2 separate regions of the Arachis hypogaea genome follow, and region 1 is linked to region 2. A link is a contact called in public Hi-C data. All regions are on one chromosome and are shown on one strand. The core of a region is the stretch at or near the end of the contact, and the rest is flanking DNA. Distances in the headings are between cores, read along the strand shown. Region 1 has its middle 5.9 kb from the start of LOC112800896. Region 2 holds the start of LOC112800895 (acid beta-fructofuranosidase).

Evidence for each region. Hi-C and Micro-C count contacts between places; a contact is called where the count stands out from the background.
Region 1: a contact with region 2 is called in a Hi-C map of leaf, with 2.9 times the contacts expected there. The contact joins the enhancer-like site here to the promoter of LOC112800895 in region 2. A contact is called at or near these places in 2 of 8 Hi-C or Micro-C datasets (both in leaf).

What each region holds. Positions count from the first base shown.
Region 1 is chr5:14,044,683-14,048,061 of arahy.Tifrunner.gnm2.J5K5, forward strand. No RefSeq gene overlaps it. Among protein-coding and RNA genes, the nearest start is that of LOC112800896, 5.9 kb to the right of the region's middle. Within about 2 kb of position 1,674, at least 2 of the 3 cell types and tissues checked have open chromatin away from gene starts, as enhancers often do.
Region 2 is chr5:14,011,673-14,015,115 of arahy.Tifrunner.gnm2.J5K5, forward strand. It overlaps LOC112800895 (acid beta-fructofuranosidase), which reads right to left and starts at 1,554. Exons shown (of 3, transcript XM_072236740.1): 1 at 915-1,554. The coding sequence starts at 1,350.

The DNA of each region.
Region 1 (3,379 bases), core at 424-2,923, 33 kb after region 2:
ATTTCTCAAAATGTGTGAGATGGGGTTCAAACCCTTGTCTTTTGTGAGAAAAATGTCCTTTCTTGCCACCATAATTGTCAGAATCGAACCGGTGATCGAATCGGTCAAGCTACTGGTTCATTTGTTTATTGGTTCAACCGATAAATCACTGGTTAAACTGGTAAAATCGGTGTCACATAAATAAAAAATATAAAATAGTTAAAAGCTTAAAATTAAAATTTGAAATACATATCTTCACTAATATTTATGAAGAATCAAGTCTCAAATTATAAAAATAACTAATATAACAAAAAATAAAATTTATCAGTAATAATACAATAGTATCTTAATTTGATACAATAAAATAACAATTAATTCACAAAGTCTATCATCTAACTATAATATTGGTAGATTTTTACACTAACATCAAAACACATAACCTTAATCACAATACTAGCATTGAAATAGATCAAGCGGATTAATAAATTTTTAGTGAAATTTATATTTATATTAATAATGGTATATAATTAAAATATAATTAACTTGAAAAATAAAGAATACAAAATTAAGTTAAATTAGATATCTATAAAATTATGTAATTGAATGTATACTATATAATTAACATTTGTCATATATAATGTTAAGAAGCATCATGGCTGAGTAGCAAATGTGAGTTGCCTTAACTTAAAGGGTCTTGGTTTAAAACTTGGTGGAGACATTTTGAAAATTTTTCAAACAGACCGATTCAAATAGACCAATTTGCACCAGTTTTCATCGATTTTGACCATTTGTTTCGGTTCTTACCGGTTCATATCGGTTCTCTTTCATAAACGGTTAAAGTAGCAAATCAAATTAGTTTAGGGTACAGTTCACCAGTTTTTCAGTCGAACTAACCGGTCCAGTTCGGTTTTTATAACTATACTTGCCACTGAGCTATCATGTTTCTTGTTAATATATATGCAAATTATAATACATATAGATATCTTTTATCAAATAGTTTACTTCTATTTAATTTATTTTAATTTTAGTTATAAATTCACTCATTCTTAAATTAATTATATTTTTATTTAACAATAATTATAAATTTACTTATTTTTTCTTTTCATAATTATATAATATCTATTAATATTATTTTTTAATAAATACTTGTAGTATATAATAGTATAATAGATATAAACTAATTAATAAATTATTAAAATTTGAAAATAATAGTTATTTTAATATAAAACAAAATAAAAATATTTATGATAAGGTAAAATTAACAAAATACTTATTGTTCCTATTCTATATTGTTTTAAAATAATTAGATATTCTTAAAATATTAGTAAAAATATGTATTTTAAATTTTAATTTTAAATTTTTTATTATTTTTTATTTTTTATTTATATAGGACTAGGTCAATCAGTTCAATCAGTAACCTCCGGTTGAACACTTGAACTAATAACCCAATGATCTAGTAGTTTGATCAGTTCACCGATTCAGTTTTGATAACTATGCTCCGATGTATAAGGTTTACAATACATAATACATTTCCTTTTGATCTCCCACATGTCTTAACTTTTTTTTTTTAACAGACTACATGTCTTTTTTTTTTGGCCTTTTACAATACAACACACTTACACATACTATACTACACTACATGTCTTATTTGAATATCAGATATCTTCTTTCTTATATTTTTGTAGAAGAAAACTTTATATGAGATATCTTGTGTTTCCCTTTTTTTTCCGTCACGAGCATGAGATATCTGGTGTTTCAACTCCTACAATACAGTGTTTCGCAAGAGGCCCAGTGACTAATAGGGACTTCATTTTCTTTTTCCCTTTTATCAGAAGGAACCCAACATTTCTATTACTGGACTAAGAATTTGCTAATTCAATTGGGCTTCTTTTCATTATGTCTATCACATCAAACTTATGTCAAATCCCTAATCAATTTTGAAAAAAATTAAATCCAAAGAAAGGGTAATATAACATTTAAACTTGCAGGTGAAACCTAGTGTGAGAGCACATTAGTATGCCTCTTATTATGCTGTATTTGAATTTAAACTTTGACAATAATAAGTAGTAGATAAGAACCCTTAAAAATATTGGGCATGTGAGTAGATAATGTATGTAAATTTGTGATATAATGCTTTTAAATCTATCTCACATAATAATAATAATATAATAATAATAATAGATTTATTTCCTTGTATCTAAACATAAAATATAAATTAAATTAGTCATTTTATTAATTAGATGATGATGTATTATTTGTTAATATCATAACTTGTTATCTGATATGTTATAAATTTATTTAGAGTCAATTTATTTTTTAAAAATACACATGTAAATAATTTTTATTTCTAAAATTTTAAAAAATAATTAAATTATTCCTTATATAAATTTCTCATATTTAATCTTTATAATATTAAATTTATAATATTTATTAATTCTACTCATTTTAATCTCATTTTTTATATCTTAATAAACAAAACTTTTTTAGGTAAAATAATAAATATAATCAAATTATCACAAAATTATTTTTTTATTTGTATTTTTAGGTTTTATATTTTCAAATTCTAGTTATTTTTAGTGAAACTTTATCAAATTATTATTAATTATATACTAAAAATTTTAATCTTTTAGATCTCAAAATTTAGTTCAACCTATCACTAGTGGCCCATTTTCATCTTTTTATATTTTCTTTAGTTCAAACTTTTTTTACCCAATTACCTTTAAAAAAAAGAAAAAAAATCTGACAGTAAAAAAGACATAAAAAATGACAATAATTAAGTAGTAATAATATTTTTTAAAAAAATTATATTAAGATATTAAGATTTAATGAGTGATCTCATAAATTAATTTTTTAATTATTGGACTTTACCACATAAGTTAAATAATAACAAAAATTATAAAATTTAAAAAGTCTAAAAAATTTAAAATTTTAAAATAACTATTATATTTATTTAATGAGATTCAAAAAAATAATTTTAAATATATAATTAATAATAGTTTAATAAAATCATTTAAATAAAAAAATTACTATAAAAAAACTAAAATTTAAAAATATAAAACTTTAGAACACAAATGATAAAATAATAAAATAACTTTGTAATAATTTAATTATTTTATGTAACAAAAATTTTGTTTATTAAGGTCTAAAATATGATATTAAAATTAGTAATGTTAGAAAATACTAAAAATTTAATATTATGAAGAAAAAATAAGAAAGATTTATATAAGGATTAATTTAATTAATTTTTAAAATTTTAGGGACAAAAATGACTTACATGTATATTTTTAATGATTAATTTTTTTAAATAAATTTATAACATGTCAGATAATACGCTTAATATATCAACTAATAATCTTATGACATGTGACATTAATTTATCATATTGTTATGTTATGTGTCA
Region 2 (3,443 bases), core at 304-2,803:
ATAAAAAATTAATAAAAATATTAAAATATTCTTAAACTAACAAAATAACTTATGTTGCAGCACAAAAGTTTGGATAAAAATAATATATTTATTGGATGGAGAGTATCAAATAGTAAATCAATATAATATAAGTTAACAGTTCATTTATGAGAAATTTAATGTGATTAATAATTTTTTTGAGAAATTTAATGTGGTTAATAATTTTTTTCTCAACATGTATTGTGAAATGTGTTGTTTGCCATTGAAAAACCAATATGAAGAAATTGAAAAAGGGATGAAGAAGAAATAAGGAGTGAAGGTCTAAAAAATAAAGAAGTTGAGCTAGGCTCTTTGTTAGGAATTAATCTTTATTCCGAGTTATTACAAACTGTCAATACTTCTTCAATCACTTTCTTTACTAACAAATATGTACTCATGTACTCTACTAACATATAATTAATGGTGGGTACTCCCATGAAGATATTATAATTGTCTTCATGTGATGATTTTTCTTTTTGACCCTTAGATGATGGAGTGTAGGGTTAGATTTTGATATGTTATAAAAGTGTTGTTTTTATTTGAAGTGTGGCCAAATCAATAAATCACACTTTTATACAAAGCATCTTCATAAAAAGATGTTTTTTGCATCTTCATTTGAGTAGCTCCCATAATTAATAATCTTCTTCTTTTACAGTAATAAGAAAAAGTTTATCTAATTTATTTATTTAGTTATTTTGTTTTCTTATATTAGTTATAAATTGATTATAAAACTATTAGTTATGTAAATTTTGTTTATATATAATATATATAATTATATATACTTCCACGTTAACCGCTTTGTACTTTATATGATAACGACTTTTTACAACCTTCTGATTCATTTTTTTGTTTATTGTTTTTTAAAAGAATGAGTCGGTCAAAGTAAAAGAAGATACCGTTCATCCAATTCTTCTCAGGCTGAAAATGAAAAGCTGTTCTCTGCCACGACAACATGCTATTGTTCCATGGATACATTTCACCATTGTTGCTGCTGAAAAGCCAGTTGGACTTCTCCGACACACCAGCAGACACACCGCGAGACCATGTTGAAGAAGAAGGCACTGTTTCTGATGATGTAGATTTTTCGTCAACAATGCTGGTTAATGCTACTGCCAATGACGCTTGTTCATGCGCATTATTGGATCCCCTATAAGACCCATTGAAGGCCACCAATAAAAAAAGTACTAAAAGCCCACAAAGGATCACAAGCAACCCCTTCACCTGTCTCCGCGGCTCTGCCATAGCCCCAGCCGCATCAAGGCTATCCGGCACGGGAATGTAAGAACATGGAATATCATTAGAAGAGTCGTTATTATTAGTAGAAGTTCCCATTGGATATAATCAAATAAACGAAGCTAATGAGTCAATATGAATTGTGTGGTGGTAACTAAGGAAAGAAAAATGATGATAATGAATTGGGCAATGAAAACAGAACTGGACAAGTATGAGAGCGTATTTGCCACATGCGAATATTTATAGAGTCTGTCTGTCAGGATAGACCTCACATGTGCCATTCGATGTAATTATTTCCAAACCACTTGGAACTGAGAGGGAAAATCGAACCGCTTTTTTGGTTAATAATACATAATAATTGAGCTTGATGGCCCTACAATTTTCCAATGCCAATCATTTCTGTCTCTTATTATTGATAATTTTGTAACTTTTGTTTGATTAATTTCCTAAAATTGCTTCAATAATTTTTAAAATAATTTCAAGTCTAATTCTCTACTGTTCCTTTCAAATAATGTAATATTTAATATTATGGTACAGAAGAAGCTTGTAACAATTGACTGTCTATGTAATATAATAGTAGTAATAATAGCGTTACAATGTATATAATATATAGAAGAGTTATGACATTATTGCAACTTGATATTTGAAATACTTTTTTTATTCTAATAGGTTCATTTTAGTTTGGACTGCAAAATAATATATATAATTATTTAGATATATTAAAATCTAGCTCAATTATAGGTAAAGACTATCCGACGGTATTTTTAACACCTAATTATAGCATATTACATATATACACAAATATATATAGTTGTTAGATGAAGATATTTAGATCAAAAGAAGAAGTAAAATTAAAAAAAAAAATTGAGCTGATCATTATAGAGTTTTATTAATATAAGCACAACCTATTTAAATAAATTAAGTGTATGTTTATTAATTAATCATATAAATTTTATTTTTGTAAGATGATCTGTTAAAGTATATTTCCATTTTGCAAATGATGAGCTTATAATTTTGTTGTTGATCAAATTAAGGGAGTCACTCAAATAAAGATGTTTAAAATATTTTTTTAAATATTTTTTAGTAATTAAAATTTAATACACAAATCAATTAAATCGTTTTTTTTTGTCAAATTAGATCAAATAAATTAATTTGATCGAAAAATCGGTAAACCAATCATTGAACTGGTCTAAATTAATATTCTTTTTCTAGTAAAAAATTATTACAATAATTTGATTATAGAAAATGACTAAAATACTCATATTATATATATATTTTTTAATTTTGAGAATCTTAAATCCTAATCCTATGACAGTACAGAAAGAAGATAATGGTTGCAATTTAGGATTCTCAAATTAATAATAATAATAATAATAATAATAATAATAATAATAATAATAATAATAGTAGTATTTTAGTCATTTTTTGTAATTGGGATATTATAGTTATTTTTTATAAAAATTATTAATTTAGACCGGTTCAAGCTGTAATTTATCGATTTTTTAGCTAAATTAATTTGTCTAATTTAATTTTAACAAAAATAACATAATTTAATCATTGTATGTATTAAATTTTAATTTTTAAAATATATCTAAAAAAACGTTTTAAGCGTTTTTATTTGAGTGATTTCTTAAAATGAAAGGAGTTTAGAACATACCTTATTTTCATCTTTGGATGAAGACTAAACTATTTATTCATTATTGAGTTATAAGTTATAACCTTGTTTTGTATAAGATTATAACATTATTATTGTTATCATTTTATCCGAAGTTATTTAAGCTCCAATCGAACTATAATTATCTGCTTGCTTTATTGGTATTATTATGAAGCACATCAATCTAATCATGTAAAAATTGGACCATAATGAGTAATTTTGACATCAAAATAGTAAAATTGGACAACAAGGCACGTGTGTCCACCTGAGATTTACTGATTCAAATATTAATTAGAAGTCTAGAAAAGTCAAAATGAAGAGAATAAAAACTGTAATGGTGAAATAGAAAAAAATTCAATAAAAAAAGATTTCTACTCTATAAATAGAAAAATAACAAATTAAAAAGAAATTTCTATTCAATAACATAAAATCACACTAAAAATTCTACAAATTTTTAATCACACTAATGTACCAAAATATCATAAAATATAAGTGCATCTGAGTATTAAGAATACTTGCATATGAGTATTAAGAGTTA